2 separate regions of the Mus musculus genome follow, and region 2 is linked to region 1. The links are chromatin contacts, called in public HiChIP or PLAC-seq maps. All regions are on one chromosome and are shown on one strand. Each heading gives the region's core, a stretch centred on a gene start, on an enhancer-like site or on the middle of the called end of the contact. The rest is flanking DNA. Distances are from core to core; before and after follow the strand shown. Region 1 overlaps Anks1 (ankyrin repeat and SAM domain containing 1). Region 2 has its middle 10 kb from the start of Tulp1.

The links. HiChIP or PLAC-seq counts read pairs in DNA pulled down with a chosen protein or histone mark.
Region 2: an HNF4G HiChIP or PLAC-seq map of pancreatic cancer cells shows a contact between it and region 1. The contact joins two enhancer-like sites. A contact is called at or near these places in 1 of 484 Hi-C or Micro-C datasets (CD8 T cells) and 1 of 115 datasets of contacts at active chromatin or transcription factors (pancreatic cancer cells).

Annotation. Positions count from the first base shown.
Region 1 is chr17:28,024,098-28,029,138 of GRCm38.p6, reverse strand. All of the region lies in intron 12 of Anks1 (ankyrin repeat and SAM domain containing 1), which reads right to left. Among named protein-coding and RNA genes, the nearest start is that of Gm35290, 19 kb to the right of the region's middle. Within about 2 kb of position 3,543, at least 73 of the 459 cell types and tissues checked have an H3K27ac peak or open chromatin away from gene starts, as enhancers often do. A contact at or near this core is called in pancreatic cancer cells, where this site is marked.
Region 2 is chr17:28,372,673-28,377,693 of GRCm38.p6, reverse strand. No RefSeq gene overlaps it. Among named protein-coding and RNA genes, the nearest start is that of Tulp1, 10 kb to the right of the region's middle. Within about 2 kb of position 2,378, at least 70 of the 459 cell types and tissues checked have an H3K27ac peak or open chromatin away from gene starts, as enhancers often do. A contact at or near this core is called in pancreatic cancer cells, where this site is marked.

The DNA of each region.
Region 1 (5,041 bases), core at 2,294-4,793:
GGTTCTAGAATCTGAGGCCAGCTTGGGCTATATAGGGAGATCATTTCTAAACTTAAGCAAATAAAAGAAATTTCGGGCTGGGTCCATAGTTAGTATTAGAGTAAGTGCCTAGCATGTGTGATTTCCAGCCCCATCCCCTACCCTCACAAGGGAGGAAGAAGAAAATGTAATTAAATGTTACAAATGAGCAAGTAATAAAACAAGTACAAATGCTGTTTCTATGGCAACCAACTAGATCAAAGAGATATAGTAATGGGAAGATTTCAAAAATGTGTTTTTGAATGAAGTGAAGTTGGTAAATAAGTTTGAGAAATTCTGAAAGAAATCTATGCTCAGATTGTTTCCCAAGTGGCTTAATTCTGGCTTTACAAACAAGTCCAACTGTAAGCGCCAGTCAATGGAGCATCCTGGCTGTGCCTAACATGATAAAGAAAGGCAGAGAACACAAAGTGAGCAGAGCCATGAGGAGAAACACCCAGGTTCCTCTCAAAGAGTGGACACAAACCTATCGTTAAAGTAACCTGAAGTTTATATTCCTTTAACAAAATGATTGCCTTCTTTAACAGGGTCTGTAATTAACCTAAGAGCCCTATGCAGGCTGCTGCACCAGAAGCTCCCGCTAAACACCGGGTATGTAGAAGAAAGCCCTGGGGAAGCCTGGCAGCCTCGTAAACAAGGCAGCAGTAACTTTGCAATCACCTCCACCGTCCAGGAGACCCGCCTCCCAAAGCACAATCCCTTCCCGTTGCTTTTTCTTAGGAAGTCTTCCCATTGCCTGCCGTCTTCTTCCTGGAAGATGCTGTCTGGACCTCGTCCCATGCAATTCCAGGGATTACAACCTTGGTTTGAGACAAACAGTGGGTCTGGCCTTCCTGACCTCCCCAGCAGAGCATGTGGGCATCGGCCGAGCCCAGGCTCTGCCCTGAGCCCAGAGGTCACCCAGGTCTTAGTTCCAGCCTCCATCCACACCCATGGCAGGTGGTGAGCCACAACTGTTCTAGTCGGCCCAACTTGGGCGTCCAGGCTAACTCAAGCCCCTTTCTGCATGTAGAGCCCTACCTATCCCGAAAGACTATGGGACAGGGAGCCTAAACAACCCAGGATCTCAAAGACGTTTCTGATGCTCAAGGACACCTAAAACTATCTATGAGAAAAAGGTTAAGCTAGGGGGCCGGAGAGATGGCTCAGAGGTTAAGAGCACTGACTGCTCTTCCAGAGGACCTGAGTTCAATTCCCAGCAACCACATGGTGGCTCATAACCATCTGTAATGAGATCAGATGCCCTCTTCTGGTGTGCCTGAAGACAGCTACAGTGTACTCATATATATAAAATATATAAATCTTAAAAAAACCAAAAGTTAAGCTAGGAGGTAGGAGCTAACTTGTGCCCAGTCTGACCTTTGACCCGCCAGGAATACAAGAACCCATAGGAATGACACCCTTATGTCCCCTGAAGGTAGGTCTGTCTCCACACATGAGACTTCTCAGCAACAGGGCAAAAGCAAGAAGTCTGGTTTTGGAAGATACGACGATGCTCCCCGATGATCTGTCCTGCCCACCTGTCTCCTACCACTGAGGGTCACAGGCTAGACCGGGCAAGCCTCTGATCCTCTGGAATCATCCCGTCCTCATTCTGTAATGCCTTTTAGGACTGGCCAGGTCTCCACTCTCCCCTGATGCAGTCAGAGCAAGGCTTCTGCAGTCAGAGCAAGGCTGGCCTTTTCAGCTTTCAGCTAGCCATGACTCACCTAAGCCTGATCCATGCATGGGAGCCAAGACCCGTCATGCAGGCAGCGAGATGAGATGCATGCAAGCTTATGTGCAGTACACACTCACTAGTCCTGCACCCAGGGTTACTGCAGGGACTTCTCGCAGCAGAGGTGGCCTGGCTGCACATGGGAAGGTCAAGCATAAGCGAGGCTTGGCCCCAGACACTCACTGGCCTCTGAAGATTTTCCTCCATGTCTCACTGCTGCTCCTGCTAGGACTGGACCCTGGGCGACTTGATACAGAATGGAAAGGTCGTGTATTAGCCTTTTGTGAGGTTAAACCTAACTGGGTCTTAGGCATGGTAATCTTAGGGGTTTCCTCTTTTCCTAAAGAGGAAAGGGGAGGAGACAAATAGTGGCTCACCCTGAGAGTACGAGTACGTGGCATCTACAACAACTGGGACCTTTCCTCTTGGGACTCAGGGAAAGAAAAGGAAAAAAAGAGAAGTCTTAGATTCCAAGAAGCACACCAGCACAGCGGGTCCTTCATGATTTCCCTGGCAGGAACCGATGTCCACCCCGCCACCCAAACGCCCTGCCCCTGTTCCTTACACCACCACCACTACCCTAAATAAAGTGATACGGGCTCTACCAATGTTTCTACAGAACACAGGGTTCCTAGGAGTACAGGAGCAAAATGTTTGTCTCCAGTGCTCCTGGGCTGCAGCTCAGGGTCAGAGGTCATTTGACTGGGGAGGGAATGGGAGGCCACAGGACAGAGGCCAGGAGAGCACATTCCTGTATGGGGAACACAGAAACCCAGATGCACTGGCCGCTCTGTGTGTGGGGAGCCACATGGGACAGCGGGGTAAGTTCCCCATTATCAAAGAAGCACGCAGACAAGCACATGAACAGAACCCTAGAAAGGCTCTGAGACCCCTGTGGGGCTCATGGTCACGGAGCTGCACGGTGGGAGCCATGGAAGGGCAGGAAAGATGCCTTGCCACCTAGCTAGTCTGACACCTTTGTGCAGGGAGTTCTTTAGGCTGCCTCACCTATCTGCTGCAAATGCTGGCCAGCCTCAGCAGCCCTGCCAAGCCCAGTGGTTCTCTAAGCATGGCTCAGTGCCAAGGCCGGGTCTCTGTGTGTCTAGGCTCTTCAGACAAGGAGTGGGTGCTTCCACCTCTGAGAGGCTGTCTGCCAGAGGAGCCAAGAAAGACCCGGCTTATTAACGCCGGAGTAAGACCCAGGACAGTAAGACCTTAGTACTCCTCCTAATTTTATAAGCACACGCTTCTGGTTACTCATTGGACTTCTGCCAATCTCGGTGTCTCCCACTCCTGTTACAATAATCAATAAAGACTCAGAAGGGGACTGCATGCTTCTTTCAGTCAGATGCGGCAAAACCACAGCCAGGTCTGTTGCTCCTTCCCGAGCTCTGGGCAACAGGAATGGAGGGAAGACTGGGGCAGGTGCCTGTTGGGTTAAACACAGACAAAGGATCCCAGAGAGGTCTGGCCCAGGGCCTAGTCTGGGTTTCCCAGCTCTGCTCTTAACTGCGGTGGCTTCTGAGACGCCCCTGTGCATGTCTGTGAGTGGGCTGTCAGGGTGTGTGTGTAGGCTGAAAGAGTTCCCTATACTCTGGGCTCAGGCTATTTGCACACATCATACTCTCAAATATGCTCCTAAAGGGGTGAAAATAAACAAGACAGCTCTAGTCAAAACTGTGACGCATGGAACTTCTAGACTCTCCCAGAAGTGGGAGCAATAGAGAATGGCTGGTGCAGGCTCCCTCCTACAGGGGCGGGGCAGGGGCCCTGTGAGTCTCTAGGTCAGTCAGTGCAGCAGACAGAAATCCAAAGGTAACTCAGAAATAACCGAGCCAGGCAGGACACTGCCTCAGCCTTGCTTCCTGCCTTCGCCAACTCTGCGCTCCCCCACTCTGTGAGGAGTGGCAGATATGAAGCTGTCCTTGGTGAAGGTGCCCTGGATAGTGTCCCTGTAACTCAGATGCTAGAGTCTGGCCTCTAAGGTGGAGAAAGTGTGTGGCACTGAGGTCGGCCTTTGCCAAGGGGATATGGTATCCACAGGCTGGGAGGAGAGCCCTTGAGAGGGGCTTCTCTAGGCTCCAAAACAGATGAAGAACACACCTGTCTCTAACACAGGGGCCTCCAGCCAGGGCCCAGTGTGCCCCAGCTCACCTGGGAGACAATGACCCTGTAGTCTGCCGAGACCCACCATGTCTCCAGTTAACTGGAGGAATGGAATGTTAGGAGTATGGGCTTTTCACGGCACAGGCTGGCTGAGGGAGACCTCTGGAGATCCAGCGCTTGGAGCAGGATGCTGCTATGGTGGGTTTGTATCCGCTATGCAATATTACCCCACAGCCAGAAACTAGGGAATGGTACCAAACACAGGACCACTTAGAACTATTTCTGTAACTTCCTGTGAATATACAACTATTCCAAAGTAAAACATTTAGACGAGGAAAATGTTGACTCGACTGTGCCTTTCTTTTTATAAAGAAAGGCCAACCGAGCCCAAACACTGGCGAGGTCAGACATAACAGAGCCTCAGTTCTCTCCTTCTGTGGCCCAGCTGCTCGAGTTGGAAGGAAGTCTCCATCTTCCTCAGCCTGGCAGGCACGCACAGTGCTGGGGTCCTGCCCCCATCCTGAGCCGGTCTCCTTTCCCTCCCAATCGGGTGGCATGACAACCATCGTTGTTGACACGGGTTTGGCCTGAGCTTAGGGGAAACAGACCTGGTGATGAGAATCTGCTGAAGTACCTGCTCTGCATCTACCTGAATGTCACCCAGGGCCTCTGACCCCACTGTCACTGTCACCCAGGGCCTCTCTCCCTTCATGGGTCCTGAGAAAAGGGACCTGTTGTCAGCTGTTTCCTCCACTCAATTCTGCGTCTTTACTCACAGAAGCCCATTCTCCCTGGCTGACTCTGAGGGCCCGTCTGTCCTCACAGCACACAGCCCCTCCTGCTCCCAGGCTACCTCAGCCCCTGTGCTGCCTGCAGCAAGCCTTCCTCTGCACAGAGCAGTGTCCATGCTCTGAAGACCCCAGGGGCGGCACACAGGACGGCAGAGGCCGCACGGGGAAGCAGGTCGCTGAGGGGTTCCCCATAGCCTCTCGCATTCAGCGCTGGCAACTGTAAGCCCTGTAGCTCCTGGGAGTGGCAGCCTTGAGTATCAGTGACCTGTCCTGCCTCCCAGCAGGGGAGCAGCTCACGCTGCAATCTTCAGCTCTAGCTGCACCTCAGAGTTTAAGAAGGTCTGTGCCCTGCAGCCCAGGATGTCCCTCTCCTCAGCTCCCACCAGCA
Region 2 (5,021 bases), core at 1,129-3,628, 350 kb before region 1:
GCTTGCATGCTACACATTACAAGAGTTTAAAGAAAAAATAGTCTTGGGCTGGAGAGATGGCTCAGCAGTTAAGAACACTGACTGCTCTTCCAGAGGTCCTGAGTTCAAATCCCAACAACCACATGGTGGCTCACAACCATCTGTAATGAGATCTGATACCCTCTTCTGGTGTGTCTGAAGACAGCTATAGTGTATTTACATATGATAAATAAATCTTTGAAAAGAAAAAAAAAAGGAAAGGAAAGATAGTCTTGGGCCAGCGAGAAGGCTCGGCAGGTAAAGGGGCTTGCCACTAAGCCCGATGCCCTGAGTTCAAATCCTGAGACCCATGTGGTAGAGGGGGAGAACAAGCTGTGCCTGGCGTGCATACATGGTGCACGGGCTCTCAGGACACACACACACATACATGCACAGCTAGGTAAATATCATTGTTTTGTAAAGGTCTTCAATGTGATTCCAATCAAGTCTACTGCAGTAATGCTCAGGTCTGCTATCGATGACAGAAAGCAGCTGACTCATGAATCTCAATTCCTGACTCACCTATCTGAACGTTCCAGAGTTTTGTAGAAGAAGTTGTGTATTTGTCTATTTTTAAAAAGATTTATTTATTTTGTGTATGTGAGTCCACTGTTGCTGTCTTCAGACACACTATAGGAGGGCACTGGATTCCATTACAGATGGCTGTGAGCCACCATGTGGTTGTTGGGGATTAAACTCAGGACCTCTGGAAGAGCAGTCAGTGCCCTTAACTGCTGAGCCATCTCTCCTGCCGTATTTGTCTATTTTTATTAGTATAATAAATTGTCCAAAGCTGGGTAACCTGATAAAAAGGTTTTATTTGGCTCAATTTTATAGGCTGAAGATCTAACAGGAAGCAGCCTGTCGGTTTAATCTTCGGTGGGGACTCCTAGTGGATGTCTGTAGTGAGAATTTGGGTTTCTTTGAAAACCCAGGAATATTAGAAGAATATGTTCTTGTTGTAGTCTCGGGTATCGGGATCTGGGGCTGTGTCAGACTGTTCTCAGCAGCTGATTCTGATTATGCCTCGTGCTCCAGCAAGGGCGTGATTCTGCCAGCTGCGGACAGTTCCCGAAAACGTGACATTTGGAATTCTGGAAGACTCTTCAGAGGGTAGATAAATGCTAGGGTCCCCAAGAATGACCTGTTGGTCACGATTTGTTAAGTAGTTGTGGGCAAAGAAGAAACAAGGAGAAGAAATGAAGATCAAACTTGCGCCCAAACAACTTGACGTCCCAAATCAGCAGGAAGTGTCTAACGATAAAAGATAACATTGCCACCTTTCCCCTGTCTTTTTTTGTTTGTTTGTTTGTTTGTTTGTTTTGTTTTGTTTTGTTTTGTTTTCGAGACAGGGTTTCTTTGTATAGCCCAGGCTGTCCTGGAACTCACTTTGTAGACCAGGCTGGCCTCGAACTCAGAAATCTTATTTTTTTTCCTTATCTAGTGTTAGGGGGCTTAAGGGGTGGAGAAAGGTGGAAGGAAGAAAAACCCACAAAGCACCCATGTCCAGCTACAGATGTCATCTTGTGGAAAAAAGAAACGGAGTCAGCCAATTTCCGGCCAGACAAGCTGGTTCCCGTGATCCCATCTCCTCAAAATGCTCACCCTGAGACCCACCCCTCCAGCCTGTGAGCCGACCGACCGCTCCCAGCATTCCCTAGAGCAGGAGACCCACGCCTCCTCCTCCAGAGCCTAGGGAATGGTCCTCAAGAACTTCCTGCTCTGTCAGAGTCCCTGCTTATCTCTGACCGAGGACTGAGTCCTAGTGAGTCAGCACCCATGGGTCCTGGTCTGGAGGCAGATAGAGGTGCTTGAGCAGGAAGCGCCACTGGGCAGGATGTCTGAAGCAGGTCAGAGAGAAGGTGTGGCTGGGGACAGCGCAAGGTGGATGGGAAGAGGTGCCATTCAGAAGGATGGAGGGCGGATTGTGATTGCAGGGGCGGGGCAGTTTCGAGTGATGACAGGATCAGGGCGTGGCTGCGCCATCAGTGCGGTGGTGGAGGTATGAGAGCCACGCGCCAAAACTTCAGTAAGAAGGGAAGCCTGAGGATACCGGGGCCAGCTGACGTAGCTCAGTAGTGTCTGACTCAAGCAGCCAGTTCACCGACCTCGGGTCATTAAAGCCAGTTCAGGGCTTGGGGCTGACTCGGTGGGTAAGAGGGCTTGCTGCTCAAACATGAGGACCTGAGTTCGGATCCTAGCGCCTACTTAGAAGCTGGGCATGGCTGCTTGCTCCTGTAACCCCAGCAGAGGGAAGCATTAATGTTGTTTTAATGTTAGATTAAAATGGCCGTGTAGGGAGCCCCGCCTGAGGCGGTGACCAGATTGTATGATTGATCTCCCTGCCTATGGGCGGCACCTTCCTGAGTGTTGGAGCACTGTCAGGGTGGCGGAGAAGAGCGCCTTGTCCTGGAGTTCTTGGCCTCCATCTTGCCACAGAGTTAATTTGCCTGTGATTGAAGCACAACTGGCCTGTCCCTGCTTTCATCATAGCCCAGGGACAAGCAGCTCTCCAAGATCCTTGCTGGCATCCTGTGCCAGGCTGGGACAGCTGAGGCACCACCCAGTGGACCAAGCAACTACCAGGTTCCCAACGTTGTCTCAGGTGTGCTCCTGCCATTGTTACTGGTTTAAAGCTGACTTTTATTATTATTATTATTAGATATTTTCTTTATTTACATTTCAAATGTTATCCCCTTTCTTCTTTTCCCCTCTGAGAACCCCCTATCCCATCCCCCCTTGCCCTGCTCACCAACCCACCCACTCCCACTTCCCTGTCCTTACACTCACGCATACTCTTGCATTCAACACACAAGCACACGCACGCACACACCCACCCACCGTTGGTTCCTCTAGGAAACCCTGACTAGCGCAGAGAGGCAGAGACAGGATCCCAAGTTTGTGGGCCAATCAGTTTAGCCAATCAGTGACTGAGTTCAGAGAGAGACCCGGGTGAGAGCCGGGGAGTAAGCCACCGAAGCTGAGCTGCTGAGCTGCGCCCGCCCTCCGCACAGGTGCTTGTGGAGGCTCCCTTTCCCTCCGCATGCGCACCAGGCTGTATTTACCCAGACATCCCGACAGACAAGGACCCCCCCCCCACACACACACACACACACACTCCGTTTGGTGACCACACATGCGCTGATGTCTCTCACAACTTCAGGGCTGCCTCTGCCTCAGAGGGCTTAGTTAGGACCTTGGACATGACACTTTTCTGGTTAAAAATAGGGACCCCGTTTGCAGAGAGATCAAAAGCCAGTGACTGACCCAGTTCCAGTAATGTGGTTTTTTTTTGTTTTGTTTTGTTTTTGTTTTTTTAAGAACCTGGTGTGCCTTTTCTCACGCGGCAGGTTTAGGACTATCCTGCCCAAAGGCCCCTCAACCCTTCTGTGACCTCAAAGGTTAGGCGTCCCACAAAGTGCCTGGGTCACTTCATTGACTGACAACGTCTAGATGTCTTCACTCCCTAAAGATGGATTCCAGGAAAGGAAGGATGGAGAGAGGGGAGGAGGGGGAGGAGGCAGGAGAAGAAGGGTTCAGGGAGGAGGAAGGTAGAGGTAGATAATGGAGGAGGAGGAGGAGGAGGAGGAGGGGGGTGAGGGTGGAGAAGGAGATATAAGTCCCGCACCTGCCTCTTGAGCAGTGCCGCCCCCGTGGGTGGGCTCTGCCGCCACCTCGTGGTGAGGTTGAGTCTGTGCACCCTCATCGGGTCATCCCTAGTCAAGGCCTGTCCCAGAAACCTAGTAGGTTCAGTGGTTCTCAACGTGTGCCATTGCTTACCCGAACAAACGCACAAAGATTTACATTACAATCCACAAAAGTAGCAAAATTACGAAAATAATTGGGGTTATTTTCTGTTGTTGCTTTCTGAGACAGGGTTTCTCTGTGTAGTCCTGGTTGTCCTGGAACTCATTTTGTAAATCAGGCTGGCCTCAAACTCACAGAGATCTGCCTGCCTCTGACTCCCGTGTGCTGGGCTTAAAGGCGTGCGCCACCACCTCGAAAATGATTTTATGGTTGGGGGTCCCCACAACATGAGGCACTATTGGGAACTACTACTTTGGGTTCAGTGGTCTCCTGGGTTCCAGATGCTGGAGGCTGCCCCACTGGAGTCCACAGGAGACCCAGCCTGAGTGTTCCTACCTCTTTTTACAGGAACAGGGAGAGACTGAGACTATCCTGTTCTGTAACTCAGGTTGACCTGAACTCAACAGAAGTCTTCCTGCCTCAGCTGCCAGGATTACAAGTGTGGGGCCCTGACCTTTTAAACAGGCATGTTGGAATGTGTGCTACTCTGTGTCTGGGCCTTACAGACAGCCCAGCTGTTAGCAGAGCTAAGGGTGAGCACTTGAGCCCTGGTAGCCTTAAACCAGCCTAAGCCATCTGCTCACAGCAGGCCGCAAAGCCTGGAGCTCAGGATTAGAGGCAGATATCTGTGGGTTCGAAGCCAGCCAGAGTTACAGTGGTGAGACACTGCCTCAAAAATAAAAAACACCTCAAAAATAAATAACTAGGCAGTTGTAATGAAAAGCAGAAAAAGTGGGGCTGGTGAGATGGCTCAGAGGGTAAAAGCACTGACTGCTCTTCCGAAGGTCCTGAGTTCAAATCCCAGCAACCACGTGGTGGCTCACAACCACCCAGAATGAGATCTGAAGCCCTCTTCTGGTGCATCTGAAGACAGCTACAGTGTAACTAGTTATAACAATAAATAAATCTTAAAAAAAAGAAAAAGAAAAGAAAATTTATTCAGCATGGCTGCACTGAAACGAGAAACAGAGAGGCCAGGGGACGCTGGAGTCTATCTCGGGGACTCTGGTGTGAGGTTTCAGTTTAATGGAAGTCATGGGGTAAGCATAGCCGCATAGGTCAGAGCGTCCAGGTCAGAGCGGGCCCCACCCACCCGCCCCCAGTGCTGTCTGGGCTCCAGTCTCTCCTGCGAGGTGACTGTCTGGCTGTTGTCAGGACCCTGGGAAATGTTTGCCTGGAGGACAAGATCCTCTCTA